Regions from separate parts of the Mus musculus genome. Here region 1 is linked to region 2. The links are chromatin contacts, called in public promoter capture Hi-C maps. All regions are on one chromosome and are shown on one strand. The core of a region is the stretch at or near the end of the contact, and the rest is flanking DNA. Distances in the headings are between cores, read along the strand shown. Region 1 overlaps Sec24d (Sec24 related gene family, member D (S. cerevisiae)). Region 2 overlaps Synpo2 (synaptopodin 2).

Region 1 (4,479 bases), core at 1,282-3,781, 210 kb after region 2:
GTGTGTATGACTGCAGAGTGGGCAGAGGTGGGTCACAGAGGGACAGATGACTCAGCACTTCTCAGGGCCTGAGGACTGACTGACATGACCTCCTGTGAAGTCAAGTCTTTTACAAACACTATGTCAAATAAAACGTTTACCACCACCGTCAGTCCTGGCTCAGGTCCAGGGGCCGTGACTCTGTACAGGAAGTGTTTTGGAAGTGGCAGCCATTTAAATTGAGAGGATGTATTTTGGGGAATGAGAATTAAACTGAGGAAGTATTTTGAGACAGTTCTGTCCGTTTGATTGGTCCTGGGGTTAGCATTGTGTCTGTGAGCTTTTAGTTTTTATACACATTGGAAAGGAGCGTATGGGAAGTCTTGACTGACAGGCTGTGGAAGAGCTTAAGTTACTTTAATATTGGCGATACTGAAAAGAGAGGAGGCGGTGGTTCCCATTGGTTCCTACTGCCATGCTCACACACGCGCACACACACACACACACACACACACACACACACACATGCACGCACGCACGCACCTCATATACTGTTAGGCATGAATATCTAAAAGTGTATTATCCTCTTGGATATTTACCTGTTCTCTTTAATGAGTGTGTAGTGTCCTTTCCTGCCTGTTCTGATTGGATTTGGTTTGAAGTCAGTTTTGTCAGATGTTAAAACAGCCGCACTTGCTAGCTGTTTGGAGCCATTCGCTTGGAATATGTTTTTGCATCCTTTTTCCCCTGAGGTGATATCTTCCTTGATGCTGAGGATTTTTGTTTTGTTTTGTTTTGTTTTGAAATCCTGTATGTTAGTCCATATCATTTTCTTGGGTCTCTCCTCCCATTATTGTTTCAGTTTGGGTTTGCTTTAGTGCAGTGGTTCTCAGCCTTCCTAACACTGTGACCCTTTAATACAGTTCCCCAGGTTGTGGTAACCCCCAACCATAAAATTATTTTTGTTGCTACTCCATAATTGTAATTTCACTACTGTTATGAATTGCTGTGTAAATATCTGATAAGCAGGATGGTCTTAGGTGAGCCATGTGAAAGGGTCGTTTGACCTCCAAGTTCAAATTCTACTTTCATATCCTGAGATGTTTTCATTTTTCATTCAGCTCTTTGTCTTTTTTGGTGTCCATGAAGGCATTTATTCATATCATCTTTAAGGTTCTTGAGAGTGTTCATAGCTGCCACTTTGAAGGCCTTCTTGTACACCTCAGCTGACTCCTTTTCCCAAGGTCTATTGCAGTAGAGTTGCTGACTTCCAGAGGAGCCATATTAACTTGGCTGTTCATGTTTGAGTTTTTGTGCCAGGATCCAGGCATCTGGCATTATGATGTTTGAGTTGTTTCTTGGTGTAGATGTCTGGTCTTGCTTTTGTTAGGTTCATTGGTTGCTGTCTCTCACTCTGGATACTAGGCAGGCGTGGCAGATGTGCGGTTCCTGGTAGAGAACTTTTCTGATGGTCCGCATGTGACACAGGAATGGAGATGCTCTAGGAAGACAGGCAGAGATGGGGAGTAGGAAAGGAGCTGGGAGACCCCGGTTCTGCACCCAGAGGAAGAATTCTCAGGGAGTGGAGGTTGGATAGGAGCTGTAGCAGGTCTAAGAGTTAAGTTCAGAGGACTAGAATGGAAGACAAGAAAGATACTGAAAAATCGCCTACCTGTGTCTCAGCCCAGCATGGCGGCCGGGGGCCGGGGGTGGGGGGGGAGGGTCTGGCAGAAAGTGTTCCTGCAGGTTGGTGGCTGACACAAAGGGAATGGAGGTGGCTACAAGGGAAAGCAGAGAAGGTCTGAGGGAAGAGGGTTCCTGGGTCCACACCCAGCAGCCAGAAGAACCATTCTTAAAAGAAAAACAAATGGCTGAGGGGACCCTAACCACCAAATTCTGCGTCAGGTCTGTCATGTTGTTTGCCGTCACTGATAGAAACCGGAAGGCCATGTGGTTAGGAGGAAGTAGAGGTTAACTTTACGCATGCTGAAAACAAGCCTTAGTGACTGAAGGATTCCTAAGGAGAAAAGCTGGCTAGAGTTACGAAGAATGACTCACAGTGAGTGTCCAGGAGAATACAAGAATAATAAACCACCATTGGGATTGCCATAAAGAGGTGTTGCGTTAACTAATGATAACAGTTGCCAGTTTCACTGCTGGAATCCATATCATGGAGTGGAGGAGATGAGACTTGGAAGTTATCCAAGCTCTCCCATTCCTTGGCTGTTCTGATTTTGGATCGGAAAAGTGACATTTTCAGATTGCTTTTTAAATCTTATGAGTTCTTATTTGAAATGGAGTATTTTACTAGAACCATATTATGTCTAACCTTATAGGAGATAAAGACTCAATCAGAGAGCATTTATAATTCTCACCATCTAGCTATATAGGAGTTGAACTACGTTTTAATTTTAGAACATTTTTATGCTTTATTATCAGAGGAAACACTGTTGGTCTTGGGTCTTTACTCGCTAGTGGAGGTCACTGATCATATTTGCCTGTGGCTTTCTTTTCTAAACACTTTATAAATCCCAGTTGAAGGATTGTTTCCTTATGAGCTGTTTGGCCACCAGCCAGATTAATAGTGAGTGCGCACTGTCCTGACAGCTGCTTGATGTTACAGTGAGTGTTGCAAGGACACAGGGAAAGGGGGCATTTTTCTTTACCACAGATGTGAAGTAGGTTTTGGAAGTATTTTATAATGTACATTTTTAAGGTATGCAGTTAAATCATAATAGATATTCCCATATCTGTAGTTGAGCATGGTTATTACAGGTTGTATTCCTGTAATCCCTTAGATGAGAGGATTGACTGTGTGTTTGAAGCCAGCCTGGGCTACACAGCAAGACCTTGCCTTAAAAAGAAACAAATCATACATATATATGTTTCTTTTATATATATATATATATATATATATATCCAAAGGAACTCATAAGAGAATATATCTGAAAATCATGATATTCCCATTAATAGAGCTTGGTTACAGCTTCCAAAAGAAATGTATACTCCTTTGTAGCATTCCTTCTCAGGGGCCCAAATGCATTCCCTCTGTAAGGGAGTGTGCTACATGCAGGGCTGGCTCAATACTTGACTTCCCTTCAGCAGTCATGGGAGGAGAGTCTCTGGAGATAAAAAAGCAAACCATTTCTGTTAAATATAATAGAAAGTTCATGTCATAACGTGGAAAATAAACAGGCTATTTTTAAAAAAAATCTTTTTATAGTGGTGGGGTATTGGGGTTCCTAGAAAGTTATTTGATCCACAGATGTTATAGCCTAGGTATTGAATGAAGCATCTGATAGTCTTCTAGCATTTGTTTATGTTTGATTATGAGGTATGCTTGCCTTGTATCGACTTCTGTGATGTGCTTGCTTCCCTGCAGAAGAATAAACCTCCCAGCCCACCAGCCTTCATCTTCATGATTGATGTCTCATATAGTAACATAAAGAATGGCCTCGTCAAGCTCATATGTGAAGAGCTGAAGACCGCGCTGAAGCGGCTACCCAAGTAAGGATGCTTGCTGCTGGCCTCCTGTGAATTACACCGTGTCACTGAGCTGAGCAGACTGGCTGATTAATATCGTTTGCTAATGAGAACATTATAGTCAGTTATAAATCAAACTACACCATTCTTTGGGGGTATTTAAAATGTCAGAGTGGATGTTTATAGAAAGAAAAGAAAATAGGAGAAAGAAAAAAAAAACAATGGTAGATAAATGAAACATCTCAAAGATACTTTATAAATTACAGGAGAATCCCAACTGTGTGTATGTGTGTGTGTGTGTGTGTGTGTGTGTGTGTGTGTGTGTGTGTGTAGGGGAGAAGTTTGGAAGCCTGTTCCACAAAAGCTGGCAGTTGCTGATAGTGGTGGAGTCCAAGGGTCCCAGAAAACTGAGCAGTTGTCATAGGAGAGAATGGAATCTTTTTAGCCAAATTCCCCTCTGCTCTTGTGATGCGACCAAGCTCCACACTGCTGCTTGTGTGTCCTGGCTTAGCAGTGTGAAGGAAGCCCCTGTCTCTGTCATTTCAGAGGTTCCCCATTCACCTGTAGCTGAGCAGGCGGCCACACCCTGCTGTGGTCCCTTCACTGCTGAGCTGCTTTTAAAAAGCTGGCTGGCCTGTAGCCTGCTTCAGGATGGAAAGGGGAAATAAAACTGATAGCAATTTTAACCGTAAAAATCTAATTGTATGCGTGCATAGCTGACATTACATTTGACAGAAAAAAAGAAAACAGATTTGCTTCGAAAGGTGAGTGAGGGGTTGCACATTTTTTTAAAAAATATAAATAAAAGAGAGGTTTGAAAAATTACAGGAAGTAGCTAATAGCATCCTTTCATTTTTCTCTATGGTCTCTCCTACTAAAACTGATATCATGGCTAGGTTTTTGTTGTCTCTGTGTACAAGCTAGCTGTTTGGGGCTGGAGCTAACACCTAGCATAGAGACAGGGGAGTAGGCCCTGAAGAGAGGATGGGGAGGCCAGGACCTGCTGTGCACCCCACA
Region 2 (4,403 bases), core at 1,702-4,201:
GTTTGAGCCTATAACTGGTTATCTAATACTGAGTAGCTGGCCCTACATACATACATACATACATACATACACACACACACACACACACACACACACACACACACACACACACACAAGCAATATGAAACAGACTTATATGTGTGTGCTTGCGTGTTAACAATTAAAGAACAAAAGTCCATGAATTTAGAGGGAAAGAGAGAAAATGATGTAAATTTAATACTCACATTTGAAATTCTCAAAAAGATAAATTAAAAAAAAATAAAAATAGTTTTTTGAAGAACCTATAGGTAAGCCACCTTTAAAAAATTAGATATTTTATTTATTTATATTTTAAATGTTATCCCCTTTCCTGATTTCCCCTCTGAAAAGTCCCATCCCCTCCCCCTCCCCCTCCCCCATCCCTGCTCCTCAACCCACCCATTCCTGCTTCCTGGCCCTGGCATTCCCCTACACTGGGGCATAGAACCTTCACAGGACCAAGGGCCTCTCCTCCCACTTATGACTGACTAGGCCATCCTCTGCTACATATGCAGCTGGAGTCATGGATCCCACCATGTGTACTCTTTGATTGGTGGTTTAGTCCCTGGGAGCTCTGGGGAATACTTTAATAGACATAAAATAGTTTCGGATAGTTTTCTTTCATATCAAATTAAACTCAATAAATCCTAGTTTCGAATGTTGCAATGTGGAATCTGACACTGCTCTGATGAGCTTTCTTTCTTTTTTTAAAAAATTGAATATTTTATTTATTTACATTTCAAATGTTACCCCCTTTCCCGATTTCCCCTCTCCATCCCTCCCCTTACCCTCCTGCTTCAATGAGGGTGCTCCCCGATCCATCTACCCACTCCTGCCTCACCGCCCTAGCATTCTTCTACACTGGGGTATCAAGCCTTCACAGGACCAAGGGTCTCCCCTCCCATTGATGCCAGATAAGGCCCCTTCAGCTCCTTCAGGCCTTCCCCTAACTCCTCCACTGGGGTCCTTGTGCTCAGTCTATCTGCATCTGTATTAGTCAGGCTCTGGCAGAGCCTCACAGGAGACAGCTGTATCAGGCTCCTGTCTGCAAGCGCTTCTTGGCATCAGCAATAGTGTGTGGGTTTGGTGTCTGCATGTGGGATGGATCCCCAGGTGGGGCAGTCTCTGGATGGCCTTTCCTTCAGTCTCTGGATGAACTTTCTTTATATTCTGTTGAACTAAAAAGCCATTGGCCCATCTGGGCACATAGGCTCACATCTAGAATCCCAGGACTAGAGAACTGCCCTGAGCTCTAGGTGAGCTGGGCCACACAGTCAGTACAGGGCCAGCCTGGGCTACAGTGTGAGACATGTCTCATAATAAAGAATGAAAATGGAAGAGGAGGACACGTTTCACATCTTGATGGGTATTTTTTTTTCAGGTGTGATTTTGGAATCCTGGGAATTACATATTTTATTAATAGTATAATTAATAATATAACTACTAATACATTTCCTTGTATAAGAACAAGACAACAACTCTTGCTAAGATCATCAAGGATAAGTTGTTCGTGGAGAGGAAGCAGGCAAATTCACAATAGCTTATGAGACGTCTCAGAAGCCTATTTTTCCCTTGAAAGATCAAATATCAATTGTTTTTCTTGGTGATGAGCTTGGTTTCCCTGTTTCCTAGAAAATGTCTACAAAATACTCAAATATAGACCGCCATGATTTTTCAATTATTTGCCAAACAGATATGCAAATTCATGCAAATCTATATGCAAATATCAGAATCCAGGCCACATGCTTTGCCTACACTTCTCGTCTTGCCACACAAAATGCTAAGAAGATGTGTGCTCATAATGAAATGCAAACAGCTAAATGCTTGCCATCGAGGAGGAGATTGACACCTGGGAATGTCATTCACCGTTGCTTGAATGACAAAGTGCAAGTAGGTTTGTTTATACTTGCTCTTACACCATAACTGTTCAGATATGATCAGAAAAAAGAAAAGATAATGTCTGAGTATTATCAAAATTGCTCTTGTCTAAAGCATCTCATATCTTATCAGAAGTTAAAGATCTGTGATGCTAAGCACACTTGGCCTCTTGGGTACCTGTGTTAGAGAGGAGATGGATCAAAGGCAATCTAAGAGCAAGGATGACAGTGGGGAGCAAAGTTGAAGAAAGAAGCCAGCACAGACTGGTTGTCTGAAGAACTGTGTGCTGGGGCTGGAAGCGAGTTTGGAGCACTTGCCAAGCACGTGTGCTGAGAGAGCAGGCGTAAGGCCAACCATAAATTTGTCTCAGAGGTCACTCTGGCGACCTAGGGCATCAGAGCCTTTTGTACAAAGGAGGGAAGGGGAGATCTCCACTGTCCTACAATGTCAAGTTTGCTTTGGAAAAAGTTCCCATTCCGTTTTCTAAAGATGGCGATTCGCTATCTAAAGATAGTGAAAATGCACCTCAAAGACCATCACATCTTCTTCAGCCTGAAGGAGGCCTTGGATAAAACATGTCTGCAACAAATATGCCCTGAACAGATGACAAATGGGATAATTAAACGGAATACAAAAGTCTGACCTTCTGGCCCAGGGCTCTGGCATTCTCAAACATACGACTTTCTATTTATTCTCCATTGTCTTTTCGGGTACACATGGCATTTATTACTAAAGCATTACAAGACCTATAGGGTCCCAGTGTATTCATGGAAAGGAAGTGGCTCTACTGAACACCAGCCAGAAAAAGTAAGTGAGTTCCCTCTGGAAAGACATCCGACCAGCACAAAACAAAACTCCAGCTGTGCCTGGCAGTGGCTCTATTTACACCTCTGTCTGGCTCAATGAGAAGAAAAGTCACGAGATAGTCGGTAAAACCTAAAAACACCCACTCTGTAAAATCTGGCTGCAATTTGTGGAAATGAACACACACACAGAAACGGAGTGCACCGTTGGGTCAAAGGCTCCATCACAGTTGCCAATGGGTTTGGCATGCCTGCCTGTCTTGGCAGGTCCAAGTGAGCAAGGCTGGGTGGTGAGAGAGACTTTCAAAGCAGGCACTTCAAGAAGGGAATCCAAGAACCTGCCAGCTGACCTCTGTGCTCGCGAGGCTGCGCTGGCGATGAAGGGTGAAACCAGCCATGTTCCTTGTTGTGGCTGGCTACAAGGTCTCCTGTTTACTCCTGATCAAGGAAAGCCTGTGTGAACGTCGTCATCTTGCCTAAAGGATCCTGGGCAGTCAAGGAGAGTGTTATAAAGGCAGACAAGAACCTTTGGCTTCTCTTATCAGCCAGTCTCGAATCTGTGAGGAATTTATAAGGGAAAGGCCGTTGGAGCACAAGACTTTGTTTATGTTACTTCATTTGGTTAATTAGCTAATCATACTATTTGTACTACAGTGCCTAGAAGAACGCTCAAAACAGTTGCTGTATAAGGGAGATGACAGCCATTTTACAAGTTGACTGGGGAAAAGCCCACATTGGCTATGCAAGATGATGGTCGCACACCAGCATGCTGGATGCAGCTTGTGACAAGTCCAGAGCCAGCCTCTGCTGCTAACAAGCCCCCAGACTTATAACCTTTAATGAACTCTACATCTTCTGGGGCAGTAGGGGAGGGGGTCTCTCAACAGGCAGAAGACCGGATCTATTCTGCTATCTTCCTTAGGAACTCTGCATTTTTAGTGAGCTTTCTTTTGTGATTCGTGGATTTACTATTTGATGTAATAAACTGTTGATTTTCCATAAAACACTTTAAAGAAACATGTTGGGAGCTCTCTATCTGTGCTTTTTAATAAATTACTTTTTTAATGAAACTATATTATCATTTTACCCAATTGGTTCTACTTTTCAAAGGTCTAGAAGATGAATATATGACCATTATTTTGTGACTTTCCAAGACTCCGTGGGTGAGCATTGGCACACCATGTAAGCTGGCCTGCTGCTCAGGTCCAGCTTCCAACTGGAAACATTAAAGCTCTGATTTTGAGCATAAGCAGATCATGAACACAAAGAGCGAAACTTCAAAGCTGTTGTGTACAACTTCCATCCACACAGAAAGCCCACGGACCATTGGATTATACTTGTGCCAGCGCAAAATGGAAAACAACTATACATACAAATGCAAATTTACCTTATCAAAGACCAAACCAAACCAAACCGGAACAAATTATGTCTAGTTCCGTGTGTGCATGTGTGTGAGTGCACACATGTATGTGGTGGAGCCCACAGAGACCAGGAGGAAGTATCAAGCCCTTTGAGCTGGAGTCCTAGGAATTTGTGAGCCACCTGATAGCAGAAGTAGAATCCCAGATCTGATTCTTTGATAGAGAAGTAAGTTTCTCTATCTTCCAAGCCATCTCTCCAGCCCACAGCTAAAATTTGCATTCACAAGATGAGTCACATGGAAAACAAAAGATGCCCATTAACAGTATTAACAGAGGTGTGGAC

The links. Capture Hi-C pulls out chosen DNA fragments and counts their contacts.
Region 1: a promoter capture Hi-C map of adipose tissue shows a contact between it and region 2. The contact joins two enhancer-like sites. A contact is called at or near these places in 3 of 9 other capture datasets (adipose tissue, liver and pancreatic islet).

The regions. Positions count from the first base shown.
Region 1 is chr3:123,333,125-123,337,603 of GRCm38.p6, forward strand. Sec24d (Sec24 related gene family, member D (S. cerevisiae)) reads left to right here. Exons shown (of 23, transcript NM_027135.2): 11 at 3,362-3,486. Among named protein-coding and RNA genes, the nearest start is that of Mettl14, 51 kb to the right of the region's middle. Within about 2 kb of position 2,532, at least 75 of the 459 cell types and tissues checked have an H3K27ac peak or open chromatin away from gene starts, as enhancers often do. A contact at or near this core is called in adipose tissue, where this site is marked.
Region 2 is chr3:123,126,025-123,130,427 of GRCm38.p6, forward strand. The region is part of intron 1 of Synpo2 (synaptopodin 2); the gene reads right to left. Among named protein-coding and RNA genes, the nearest start is that of Myoz2, 93 kb to the left of the region's middle. Within about 2 kb of position 2,952, at least 25 of the 459 cell types and tissues checked have an H3K27ac peak or open chromatin away from gene starts, as enhancers often do. A contact at or near this core is called in adipose tissue, where this site is marked.